Linked DNA regions of Cricetulus griseus: region 1 is linked to region 2. Evidence: chromatin contacts called from public Hi-C data. All regions are on one chromosome and are shown on one strand. The core of a region is the stretch at or near the end of the contact, and the rest is flanking DNA. Distances in the headings are between cores, read along the strand shown. Region 1 has its middle 32 kb from the start of Tmem244. Region 2 holds the start of L3mbtl3 (lethal(3)malignant brain tumor-like protein 3).

The links. Hi-C and Micro-C count contacts between places; a contact is called where the count stands out from the background.
Region 1: a Hi-C map of the CHO-K1 cell line shows a contact between it and region 2, with 2.8 times the contacts expected there. The contact joins the enhancer-like site here to the promoter of L3mbtl3 in region 2. A contact is called at or near these places in 3 of 8 Hi-C or Micro-C datasets (the CHL-YN cell line, the CHO-K1 cell line and fibroblasts).

What each region holds. Positions count from the first base shown.
Region 1 is chr2:245,600,984-245,603,683 of CriGri-PICRH-1.0, reverse strand. No RefSeq gene overlaps it. Among named protein-coding and RNA genes, the nearest start is that of Tmem244, 32 kb to the left of the region's middle. Within about 2 kb of position 1,318, at least 1 of the 6 cell types and tissues checked has open chromatin away from gene starts, as enhancers often do. A contact at or near this core is called in the CHO-K1 cell line, where this site is marked.
Region 2 is chr2:245,424,793-245,427,492 of CriGri-PICRH-1.0, reverse strand. It overlaps L3mbtl3 (lethal(3)malignant brain tumor-like protein 3), which reads left to right and starts at 1,368. Exons shown (of 22, transcript XM_027402880.2): 1 at 1,368-1,487.

The DNA of each region.
Region 1 (2,700 bases), core at 69-2,568, 180 kb before region 2:
TGTGTGTGTGTGTGTGTGTGTGTGTGTGTATTCATCATCTTCCTGCCTCGATATCTCAGTTGTTGAGATTACACACATGTACTACCATGCCCAGCTGTAGTAACACATTAATAATAACCACATGACACTGGGGAAATATGGATATGAGCCCTCTGAGCATATAGGGTAGTTAAGAGCCCCTGACAGCAGGGTCAAATTTCAGATTTAAATTCTGGCTGTGTAACATTTGCTGACCACACATTTTGGAGCTTTGTTGGACCTCCTGTGAGTCAGTACTTTCATCTGTAGAATGTGAGCAATAACAGTATCCATCTCTGAGGATTCCTGTGAGAATTTAATAGTATGATCCTAGCTTGACATATGATAAATACTCAGTGGGAACCACTCATAGTTCATATTCCTCATGGTGGAATGGAAATTTATGACATGAATATCTTACTTCACTAGTCTGGGAACCGTTGGATCTACGTCTGTGTTGCATCTCTGTGAGAATCTCCTAATCTAGCTCACTGTCTTGACTAGTAGTGAGGATTTGTTTTTATGTATTATGGTTAAATCCACCACATTTTGCATTTTTTTTTACACATAGGAAGGCATTCAGCCAGGGCTGGGGCACAAGCCTATAATCTTAGTTACTTAGAAAACCCAGACAACAGATCACAAGTTCAATGACTGTCTAGGTAATTTAACTGAAAAAAAAAAAAAAAGGCCTGGTGTGGGGCACATGCCCTTAATCCCAGAACTCTGGAAGCAAAGGTGGGAAAGTCTCCTGGTTCAAGGCCAGCAGCCATAACTATATAGTGAGGCCTTATCTCAAATTGCCTTACCAACCCACACCAAAATTGGGGAGTTGGGCAAGCTGGCATACCCCTAATACTTAGGAGACTGAAGTAAGTGAATCTTGACTCCAGACCTTGTCTCCAAAATTGATGGATGGATAGATAGATAGATAGATAGATAGATAGATAGATAGTATCTTAGTGGTAGGGTAGTTGCTTACCATGTATAAAGCCCTGGATTCAGTCATCAATAATACAACACATAAAATAAAAATCCTTCATACTGTCTTTATTCTGTTGTCTCAGATCTCCTTTCAAAAAATATTAAATTGCATATAATAATAATATAAGCATATTCAATTACCTTTTGAAATCTGCTTTAAGTTTCATGAAAGCCTAAAATATGTGCCTACTTTTAAAAGATTATTTTGAATCATATCTATTTATTAAATAAAACTCTAGACTATACAATCCATTACAGTCTAGAAACTTGGCCTTGTGGCTCTAGTTTGGTCCACCTCCAAGAATGGCTAGTTACCTGTGAGTAAGACAACCCTGAGCACAGTGTGAGTCACCTTCTGCTGTCCCCAGAGGGCATCGGAACTAACAGGCAAGGCTTTAATATAAAAAGCATTTTTTATACCGCAGAAGAACCTTTATCAGTATCCAAAATGGAGTGCCTCATCTGAAACTACTTCAGTTCCTATGTGAAAGAGGTCAGATTAAAATAGGCTGTCAGCATAAATGCAGACACGGCCTTGCACAGGCCAGAGTGATCCCATGGTAGAACCGTGGAAAGAGTGGAGAGAAAGTAGAGGCAAAAGAAGCATAATCGCAAAGACATAGAAAAATCTGTCTCGAGGGCTGGGAATGGAGCTCAGTGAGGAAGAACACTTGCTGTGTAAGGGTGAGGATCTGAGATTGAATACCAAGAATCCACCTGAAAAAGCTGCCCTCACAGTGACTGTACCCCAGCATTGGATGGTGGTGGTGGTCAGATCCTAGACTCCCCCGGACCAGCCAGCTTAACGGAAACACAGAGCTTCTGTTTCAATGTTAGACCCTGTTGCAAAGGGACAGTGGAAGAACATTGGAAGATGTTCTCTTCTAGCAGACACTCGAACACACACATGTACATGCAGAACATTGATTTAGACACGACACACACTACACACAGAGAGAGAAATCTGTAGATAAACACAATTATAATTTTTATAAGTTTTATTTTATTATGAAATTATTAATTTTATAATTATAAGAAAATATTGTAATGTTTTTGATATTTAAAGACCTTGCAGTTTTCAGTTTTCCCAGGTTAATATCAATGAGATAAAGAAACAAAACTAGACATTGGGAAAAATTCTTTTAGACTCACAGCATAAGAGATTTTCCCTTTGACTATTACAGTTCTTATTTAGTTTATTTGCTGTATGTGTGAGAGTGCAGGTGTGTAATTGCCATGGTGAGTAGATGGAGGTCAGAGGACAGCTTTCACGAGTTGGTCCAGTCCTGCCACCCTGTGAGATCCAAGGATCCCAGTCAGGTCATTAAGCCTATGGGCAAATGCCTCCCCTGCTGAACAACCTCACTGGCCCTGTATGCTTACTTTTGAGATGGCTTGCTGACGTGGCTGTATTTTACAATTATTAAGTGATCCGATTCTAAAGCAAAAGAGGAAGTTATCTTGTGTATTTGTAATCCCCCTTTTAAAATCATATCTGAAAAAATAAGATTTTATATTCCAGCTTTAGAAGAGGTGACATAAAGGAAATCAGGGCAATAACTCCGTTTTGACATCAAACATTCTGATGAGACAGCACCTCATCATTTGAAGTGCTTTCTAAATATGCAAAGTGATTGGAACATGTAAGTGAGTGAAGTATTTCAACCCCAGTTTCCAACACTAAAGCATTTCTGAATG
Region 2 (2,700 bases), core at 119-2,618:
GTGCAAAACACAAGAGCTTGTTTTAGGAAATCATTTAAACTCTGTAGGGTTAGTTAGCACCTGTGTCCCAAAGCACATGTCAAGCCATGTACCTCGATTTGGGAGTTGGAGAGATGGTCTCTACAGTAGCAGTCAAGAAATAGGTGGTGGTCTGTTTCTCCAGGGTAATTTCACGGGCCTGAGGAAAATTTAAGAGTTTTATTTTCTGAAACGACTTCAAGGAACATTCCTTTAGTGAAAAAAAAATTCAATCAAGAATAATCTTACTTACATTTTAGGGGAAGGGTTTTTAATATGGAATTTCCTTCTGTGATATATTTAAATTCTAGGCCTCAGGCAACAATAGCAGAGAAAGGCCCCTGTACCCTTCATTAGATGCAAAGCAAACAGTACATGCTGGGGGAGGAGCCTTCCTTTACTTCCCCACTGCTTTTCCTCTTCCCTCAGCGAAGTGCTAGGCTTGCCTCACCATCTCAGAAATCGCTTCTTTTTTCCCCTCTTTCCCTTCATAGCCAACTCTACTGTTGGTGTCAACATATTTATCGCAACTTTAAAGACTTCGAATTATTTTGTCTACCCCTAAACCTTGTAGGAAAGGGGGACCGCCAACTCCCCCAAAGCCAGTGTGCAGAAAACTGTCAATATCGAAATACAATACTAGCTTGATCCAGATTTGACGCGCTGACAAAGGCAGGGTTTGCTATTTAGGAGAGCTCAGCCATCTTGACTGAGTACATTAGGCGGGCGGTCCCGTCTTATTACCTAGGCACTTTACCAGGGATTTCTAAGTTGAGGCAGAACTCCCAGCGTCCCTTAGAACAGAGGCCTAACCCAGTGGAGCTGTCAATACAGATAGCATTTAGGATGCGGAACGAACGCGCAAGTTTCGGACTTTTATTATGCATTCTTCCAGTCTCGAAAAGGGCAAATTAAACTCCGTGCACGCTTAGAACTTTATTTCTTAATTTTCTTGACCTGTGGCATGTATTCAGCCCCTGGGTAGCAACGGTGTGAGCCCAGGGCCCACTCTTTAATGGCTGAATGCACACATTTAACCAGCACATGGTGGATTCGCTGCTCTGAGAATTGCCTTAGAAAAAAAGTAAAGTGCAAAAGCAGACAAAGAAATCTATAACCTTCTCAGTCTTTCCCCATTTGTTCGGGCCGTTCTTTGACCCAGCTCGGAAGCAGCAGCGACGAGGATCGCGAAGAGATGCACCTGAACCAGTGTCTGCGGGCGGCTGCCTGGGCCGAGCCGCTCAATCGCTGCTTTCCAGCGGCGAAGGCGCAGCAGCAGTAACAGGGAAGCCAGCGCGAGCCTCCCCGGCGGCGGCGGCGGCGGCGCGGCGGCGGCAGCACCGGCACCAGCGCAGTTTCCCCTCTCCCCAGCCCTGACTCTACGCGCACATGCGCACTGCGCCCGCAGCCCTGGACCATTTGTCAGGACTACTCGTGAGACGGAGAAAAAAAAAAGAGAAAATTTGGGGGTAAGAAGCGGCTGATCGGATCTAATCTCTAATTAATCCGCAGCTCGGCCCGTGCCAGAGCCATTCATTGATTTTTTTCTGGGTGAGGATGAAAGTTCAGAGAGCTAGAGAGGGAAGGAAGCGCACCCTCGTCTTGGGAAAGAGATCAGGGGAGGGGAAGGAGAGAAGGGGTTTCTCCCCCACTTCTCTGCGCCTCTGGGAAAGAGGAGAAAACTTAATCCCGGGGAAAAAAAGTGGGCAAGTGAGTCGGAAGCGGCTGGAGGGGGAGTCTGTGGGCATCTCACTCTGAAGTAGTGAGTGCGAGTGCGAAAGAGGAACAAAAGAGAGAGAAAAGAGAAAGGAAAAAATGGGGGGAGGAGAGACTTGTATTTTTTCCTCCTTTTGCGCGCACACGGGGAAGGGTGTGGGGGGCCGTGCGGAAGGGAGCGGGCCGAGGCGGCCGCGTCTGGCCGTCGCCGGCGCGCAGGCGGCGGGATGCGTGTGGGCCCCCTCCCCCGCGCCCCCCCCCCCGCTCCGAGCTTGTCACTTTGGTCGCTTTTTTGACACCGGGCGCGCGGGCGGCGGTGGGGGGAGCGCGGCGCCGCGGGGCTGCGTGTCCGGGGCGGCGCTGGGGGGGGGGTGGGGGGGGGAACGCGGAGGAGCCGCAGCCTCCCCGGGAGGCGCCGAGAGCGGTCGGGCCCCGAGGCAGGGGGGGGGCTCCGGCTTCGGGAGGGGAACCGTGGGCACGATCGCAGTGGCGACTCGGTGCGGCGGCGGCGGGAGGACGCGAGCCCCGGCGCGCCGCCCCTGCGGCCCCCTCCGCCCGTGTGGCCTTTGTGCCGGGCGCGCACCGGGAGAGCGAGCGAGCGAGCGAGCGAGCGCGAGAAGTCCAAGTACGGGAGACCGAGGCAGTGGGAAAAGAGGCCGCGCCACTTTGCTTTCCCGGCTCGGCTGCGGAGAGAGAACGGACTGGTTGAATGTGGCATCGGCGCGTCTCGCCGGCGCGGCCGTGTGTGTCTGTGTACGTGTGTCTGTGTGTCGGGGTGTGTGTCTGTGTGTCGGGATGTGTGTGTGTGTGAGTGTGTGTGTGTGTGTGTGAGTGTGAGCGCGCGCCGAGAGGCCTCCGCGACTCGCACCGCGCACACGCACCCGCACACGCACGCACACCCGAGCCGCGGCAGGGCCAGCGGCCGAGAGTTTGCGTGTGCTCTCCCGCTCGCCACCTCCCCCGCTC